2 separate regions of the Ovis aries genome follow, and region 1 is linked to region 2. The links are chromatin contacts, called in public Hi-C maps. All regions are on one chromosome and are shown on one strand. Each heading gives the region's core, a stretch centred on a gene start, on an enhancer-like site or on the middle of the called end of the contact. The rest is flanking DNA. Distances are from core to core; before and after follow the strand shown.

Evidence for each region. A called contact is a pair of places that touch in the nucleus more often than the background predicts.
Region 1: a Hi-C map of tail adipose tissue shows a contact between it and region 2, with 2.8 times the contacts expected there. The contact joins the promoter of SEC31B here to the promoter of PKD2L1 in region 2. A contact is called at or near these places in 5 of 16 Hi-C or Micro-C datasets (blood, hypothalamus, omental adipose tissue and 2 more).

Annotation. Positions count from the first base shown.
Region 1 is chr22:21,170,023-21,173,593 of ARS-UI_Ramb_v3.0, forward strand. SEC31B (SEC31 homolog B, COPII coat complex component) reads right to left here and starts at 1,933. Exons shown (of 24, transcript XM_060405131.1): 1 at 1,845-1,933.
Region 2 is chr22:21,016,742-21,020,579 of ARS-UI_Ramb_v3.0, forward strand. It overlaps PKD2L1 (polycystin 2 like 1, transient receptor potential cation channel), which reads right to left and starts at 2,284. Exons shown (of 18, transcript XM_060405122.1): 1 at 2,183-2,284.

The DNA.
Region 1 (3,571 bases), core at 683-3,182, 150 kb after region 2:
CTATTTTTCTCCATCTTCACCACCACTACGCTATTTGAAGACACTATCATCTATCCCCTAGATTACTGGTTATCTCCCTGCTGCTCATCTCCAACACCCAATTCTTTCTTTGCATAGAGCAAGAGTAAACTTTTAAAATAAAAAATAGGATTTTGGTATTCCATGCTTAATGTTTTTCAGTGGCTTCTATCACTCAATAAACACAAACCCCCTTGAGTCCTGCTCACAACTACCACCTCAACTTCCTCTCTTGCTGCTGCTGCTGCTGCTGCTGCGTCGCTTCAGTCGTGTCCGACTCTGTGCGACTCCATAGACGGCAGCCCACCAGGCTGCTACTCTCCCCCTTACTTATTGGGTTCCATCTGCATTAGTCTTTTCTTTTAATTTCTTGGCTTTTCCCCACTTTAGAGCTTTGTAAATTAGGTTTGCTATACCTTGAAAGCTTTTCATTTAATTCTCTGGATAAGTGGTTCCTTATCACATCTTTCAGGGCTCAGCTTCTCACCTCCTCAAGGAGGTGAGTCATCCAATCCAAAATAGTATTTTTTGCTTCTTAGCAATTTGTAACTGTATATTCATTTACATCTACATTGTTGGTGTTGTACACTAATAAGCAAACTCCATGAAAGCTGCTGCTGTCTGCTTTGTTCACCATGTTATACCTAGTATCAGAACAATGTCTAGCACAGTCAGTGTTTGATAATATTTTATGAATGAGTGCAGACATCTATTTTAACTCGGGTTTCCAAACCAATTCTAACATATACTCAAGATGCCATTCCAACAGGCTAGCAAAGCAGCTGCTGCTGCTAAGTCACTTCAGTCGTGTCCGACTCTGTGCGTCACAAAATCAAAAGTTTTATTACTTAATCTCAAATGTACTGTCCAGCTTGAAGAAAGCTTAGGGCTGCCAACTCAACCAAGACTTCCCGGACACCTCTAAACACTTGAGGCTACAACAGGACTCCTCTGACGAGATTGCACATCATACCATACGGTCACCAGTGCCACCTGCTGGTCAAGATCATTTTCACGTTTCTGGAGAAAAGTCTCTTAAGTGGGAGCTACAATTAGCTCAGTGCACTTAACGTGTACCTCCCATTTAATTCTAACAGTGGTTCCGTGTGGTCAGTAGTTACTATCTCCATTTTACAGGAAAGAAAACTGGCTAGGCCAAGCTGTGAACCCCAACCAGCCTTCAGAGCCCGTTGCTTTTAACCAATATACCAGTCTAAAGTAAACTCCATAGTGTTTAAATCCCAGACAGCCTACAAATTGAGAAGATAGGCTTGTCATGATGGCAAAAATGGTCCCCGATACGGTCAGAATGGCGGGGCCTGGAAGCGTCAAAGGTGGGAAGAGCTATGATCAGGCAACCAAGAGCTGGGCACACTGGTGCAGTGAAGGGGGAAAGCCAGCTTTCCTTAGCTGTCCACTCCCTCTGGAGGACGGTCGGCCTTCCCCGCGGCTCACCGGCGTCAGCACCGACGGGCGTTGTCGCCCGGGCGGGACGCACAGACCCGCGGCCGGCTCTGGGCCCCGGACAGGTCAGGGCCCAGGGCTGCTGAGGGAGGCGCGAGGGCAGCGCTGGAGAGAGATCGTCGTCGGGCTGCGGGGCCCGGGCGCCGCAGGGAGAGTGAGCAGGCGGCAGTCCGAGAGCAGGGCGGACATCGTGGGGTTCCCCTGAGAGGCACACCGGCCGGAGCCCCCGGGCGGGAGCCTGACCAGCAGGGGTCTCCGCCGAGGGCGAGCGCCCCCCGGCACTCCTGCGAGAGGGACCGCGCTCTGGTTCCTCGGCGCGCCTTCTGCTCTCAGGAGCCCCGGGATAGGCGGGGAAAACCAACCTGCGCGGAAAGCCCAACTCAAGGGTCCGGCGCCGCAGAGCTGGAGTCGGGAGCCGGTTCCCTCAGGGCTTTGGAGCTCCGCGGGCGCTGTCGACGGCGGCTGCAAAGGGCCAAAAGTAGTCCAGGCCGCGGGCGCCGCCGCCCACAGGCGCCGCTCGACGCCAGGCCCAGGACCTGGACAACCCGCGGAGAATGTTCCCTCGTGGAAATATAGCTTTTAGTGGGGCTTCCCTCACCTGTCCTGTGATTCGCAGTGGGTCAGATCCCGCGACTGTTAAAGTTTTGGTGTCTTTTCCCTCTGAAAAGGGAAAATACTAATTAAGCGGAAAAGACCTGGTCCTAGCTCCAGGAGCGCTCTGTGGAATCCACTTAGCTGAAAAGGTGAAAAGCAATCTAGGCCAGGTGGAGCTGGCGATAACCCGCCTACCAATGCAGAAGACGTAAGAGACGCGGCTTCCTTCTCTGGGTTGGGAAGAGTCCCTGGAGAAGAGCATAGCAACCCACTCCAGTATCCTGTGGACAGAAGCACCCAGCGGGCTACAGTCCATAGGGTCACAAGGAATCGGACACGACTGAAACAACTTAGCCCGCATAGGCCTTAATAGCAGAGTGACTTTGTGAGGCGGACCAAAAACTGGTGCTCCCAAACGTTGGTTGAACTAATTCAGGGCTGTAGATGGGCGGAGAGCGAGGTACCGTAGACCAGGGGCTGCTGCTGCTGCTAAGTCGCTTCAGTCGTGTCCGACTCTGTGCGACAACATAGACGGCAGCCCATCAGGCACCCCCGTCCCTGGGATTCTCCAGACAAGAACACTGGCTGCTGCTGCTAAGTCGCTCAGTCGTGTCCGACTCTTAGCGACACCATGGACTGCAGCCCACCAGGCCCCTCCGTCCATGGGATTTTCCAGGCAAGAGTACTGGAGTGGGGTGCCATTGCCTTCTCCAATGCATGAAAGTGAAAAGGGAAAGTGAAGTCGCTCAGTCCTGTCCAACTCCTCACGACCCCATGAACTTCAGCCTACCAGGTTCCTCCGTCCATGGGATTTTCCAGGCAAGAGTACCAGGGTAGGTTGCCATTGCCTTCTCTGAGACCAGGGGCTACCCAGAAGGTATCAGAGACCAGACAGGTGTTAACACGTTGAAGTTTCAAGAAGATAGGTGATGTCCCAACAAGGAGAAAGGGGCCCAACAGACTGATACTGTGAATGAAAGTGGCTACAATTGGGGAACTGGGAATTCCCAGATTCCCACAATTACAGATTGTGGAATACTAATTCCACTCTGCAGGTAATTGGGAGTTACTGAAAATTATAAGTAGATGTGGTAGCTCAGGGGTAAAAAAGCTGCCTGTTAATGCAGGAGACTCTGGTTTGATCCTGAGTTGGGAAGATCCCCTGGAGAAGCAAAAGGCAACCCACTCCACTATTTTCTTGCCTGGAAAATACGATGGATAGAGGAGGCTGGCAGACTGTAGCCCAAGGGGTTGCGAGAGTCGGAAACAACTTAGTGACTGAACAACATGCAGTAAGATTATATCACTAGTGATCTGGATCCCCTTGCAGAGAGAACAGAGCTGGAGGCAGGGAATCAAATTAGGAGGCTAACAGAACAATTCAGGTACAGGTGATGAACTCTTGGATTAACGGATTGTAATAGCTGAACAGGCTCTTGTGACTGATACAGGTAAACAGTTGGCAGGGGTATCTGTGATCATATATATCTATTGA
Region 2 (3,838 bases), core at 1,034-3,533:
TTTCCCCACCACATCACCCCCACCCTAATAGCCCCAGACTGGTACTCCTTTCTGAGCCTTGTGAAATAGGCTAAATATATCAACAAATATTAGTAGCTTGTCAAAGCACCCAGGCCAGTGCACAGGAATAGATGCTCAAAAACTTGCTAAATGAGTTTGTCTCCGGCCCATTCTCTCCTCTAACCAATCCTAGGGGCGCTTCGGTCAGGAGCCTCTCCTGAGCCCATCCCCCGCTTCATATGCAACGCTTATGCCCCGCTGCCATTAGATGCCACCCTGCCCAGCTGGCCGTTGTACTTTGTCCTGTTCCCTTTGGAAAGCTGCGAGCTCCCCGGGGGCAGCTTTGGAGCCTGGCTGCGTTCTCCACCAGCTCCCCACCCACCACCACTACCCCTGCACAACAGAACTAACAGTCAGCTGGGCACTGTGAAGGCTCGGTCAACACTCAGTCCTCAGGTGGATACACTGGCTCAGAGGGAGAGGCTGCGGGGGAAGCACTGAGGGAAGCCTGACTTGGGACACAGACAGCTGCCCTCTGGCCCGTGCAGCCCTGCTGTACCCAGCTCAACTGCTGTGTCAGTGCAAAGCGGGGTGACATCAGCTGTGGAAGGGGTTACAATCGGGCAAAGGGAAGGGCAGGGGAGAGCAGGCCAACCGCCTGTGGAGGCTAGAGGCTGGATCAGCTGGGGAGAGGGTGCCTCATGGGGGCTGGGTTCAGGTAGGGGCCTGCAGGGAACAACAAGGAGGGAGGGAGAGATACAAAAGAGAGGGGCTGAGGGCATGGAATGGTTAAGTCCTCTAACCTTCCACCTGTAGGAGAGAGGGAAAATTGATTTGGAATTCTGGAAGACAGTGAGACTCCCCCTTAGCCACTATACGAAGCAAGCGGGGTATACCTCTCTCTGACCACAAAAGCAAGGCTGGGGCAGGCGCTCTCTTCTCCATTCAGCGCAGAACAGAGTCAGGGCAAGAAAGGCTTTCCTTCCAGCTCATGTATTTGTTATTGGAGGCCCTGGGCCTGTCCTTCTTGCTGCCCACCACAGATGAAATGCTCACGTAGGGGATACCTTCCCTGGCTGGGGTAAGAGCCCTGGTGAAAAGTCAGGCCACCACAGAAACTGCCAGCCTGGCCCCAGTCCCATGATCTGTCCCTGGGTGTCACCTCCCCAGGGTGTCAGTGAGATCACCAGCCTGGACCTCATCCTAAGAAGACCTTTGTCCCCAAGTCTCGCATGCCCAGACTGTTAGCCCCTGGTCCCACACTCTTCCCATTAACTGCACCCAGTAGCATTCACTCTGATCTGCAGACATAGGCCCAGTTCCCAGAGATAGGCAGGAATTAGTTGGTAGAGGCGCCAAATCTCCCCCACAACCCCCCACTGGGGACACGAGCTGCATATGGCTGTATGTGCGTACACACAGGCATGCACACTTACACACTGCTGTTCTCGGCCTGACGGGAAAATCTGGGGAAGGAGGGCTGCGGCGAGGTAGATCACAGCTCTGGGGATGGTGTAGACACACAGACACACAGTCAAACAGGGAGCTGGCTGGAAAAGCGCCCCAACCTCTCCTCAACTAGGGTCACACAGCACAAGACCTTGCACCATCTCTCTGGCCTGGGTCCTTGAAGGAGCGTATTTCAGGTCCTAATCAGCAGAGTGTCAGTTTTGAATCTCTCTTCCTCTTCTGGGCCTCTAAACTTGTCAACTGCCCTTCTCCACATCCATCCCTTGGTACCTTGAGACTCAACACTGCCACCTCCTCCAGGAAGTCTCCCCTGATTCTCCCAAGCTGGTCTGGTATGTGCCTCTCCCTGGAGTCCATAGCACCCTGTGCTAAACACCGTCATCCAGAGTTATAAGGATCTCTACTACTACGGTGAGTTGCCCAAGGTCAGGATCTCCTTATGACTTAAGCACTTGCCACTGTGCCTGGAACCATGTGGCACTCCATATTCATTGAATGAAAGAGCTGATATATTTATGGAAGTGCAGGGTCTCCACCCCTTGTTTTACTCAATCTCCCCCAGAAGCCAGTGGGTGCCCAGAATGCAGACCAGCCTGGTCCCCACTCCTCTGGGCAGGAGGAAGGGAGCTCACTGATGCTAGCTCTCCTGGCTGTCTGTGACTCAGCTTGGACCATGAGACAGGAAGGAGCCCGTAGCCCAGGAGGGTCCTACCTCTTGTCTCTGCACAGAGAACAGGCCAGGGACAGCCCCAGGCCAGATGCGGGTGCTGACTTCCAGCCGTTCTCCACATTGCCAGGTCCCACGGAAAATCTTGAGGTCAGGGGGGTGATGACAGTCTGCACAGCTCTGGCCTCTTGCCCTGATGTCACAAGGTCATGGGCAGTATGGAAGGACAGTGACGTGGGGCGGGCTGGATCACACCTTGTCTCAACGTGCTTGTTTGAGCAAGCAGACACTTTAATCTCAGGATCTGAGGGGCTGAAGAGAAGCCTTGGGTACCTGTCAGGCACTGGGGAGGAAATGAGCCTAATTACTATCATCATCGGGTAGGCCGTTAGGTCAAGGAAATGTATTGTCTCTGCCTATGTGTGCGTGCGCTGTCACGTGCGACTCTTTGTGGCCCCATGGACTGCAGCCCACCAGGCTCCTCTGTGCATGGGATTCTCCAGGCAAGAATCCCGGAATGGGTTGCCACTGCATGCCATCTCCTCCTCAGGGGATCTTCCTGACGCAAGGAACCGGTTCTGGAATCTTGTTATTTTCCATATTCTCAAGTGTTGGCTTATTTCCCAAGCGGGGTTATCCACTGTGTCACCCCACTGCCTACTACACAAAGGGAAAGAAAGCTGAAACCTACTATGCTGTGATGTGGCCAGCTACAAAGCAACAGGGAGCCAGTATCCTAACACCCAGGGCTCCCGGGTCTTCAGAACAAGGACGCTGGAGGCTTCGCCCTGGATCCAGAAAGCAGAGAGACACTCATAAACCGACAAAATCACCAGCATGCAACGTACAGCCCCTACATTTCAAAACCTTTCCCCTGGCCATGTGGAGTCCACAGAGGGACTGTCCTGACAATGTGGCAGCTGGTTCTGTAGCCAAGAATGACTCACAGTCATAGGAGGTGAAAAAGGGAGAAGGAAACTTGCCTCACAAGTCTGCTTCTTCCTGAAAGCTTTGGGCTTGGGCCACTCTCCCCACCCCAACACCTGAAGGACTCCCCCTCCAGGAGGATCATGGCCTCCCATGGAAGCCTACTGCCCTCCCACTGGGCTGCTTAGTGTGGGACACCCAAAGCCAAGCTCGGAGAGGCCAGGTCACTGAAGAGAGGCCTTCACACAAGGGGAAGAGCTGATGCCAAGCTGAGAAGCACCTCTATGTCCCAGAAGTATCTCTCTCTCTCCTGATAGCGACCTGCTTGCCTGGGTGGGGTCATGCTCTTTCTTGTCATGTGGGTGGGGAAAATCTTTGCCTTCTCAGCAGTGGGAAGAGGTGGGAAAGTCCTCTGAACTGTCCTCCCTTTTCTTTTTTTTTTTTTTCCTCCCTTTTCTTAAGAATCCCTGTAAGTCAGAGGTCAGGTAAATGCAAGAGCACAATTATGGGGGAGAGTTCAGCTGCCAGCTCCTGAAGGCTAAAATGAAAGAGCAAGGGCACAGAACCTCCTCACCGCTGGTAGAGGTCAAGAAAGGATAGAGGCCAGGTGAAGAGACTCAGCAGTTCTGGTGAGTTCTGCCTGTAGGCTGTCCCTTGCAACTACCTGCAACCTAGAAATGAACCTCACCCAGTAGTGATTGTCTACTTTGTGTCCAGCCCAGGAACCAGGACAGCAAGTCCTGAGTACACATTTGTATCCCAAAGGGGAACCAG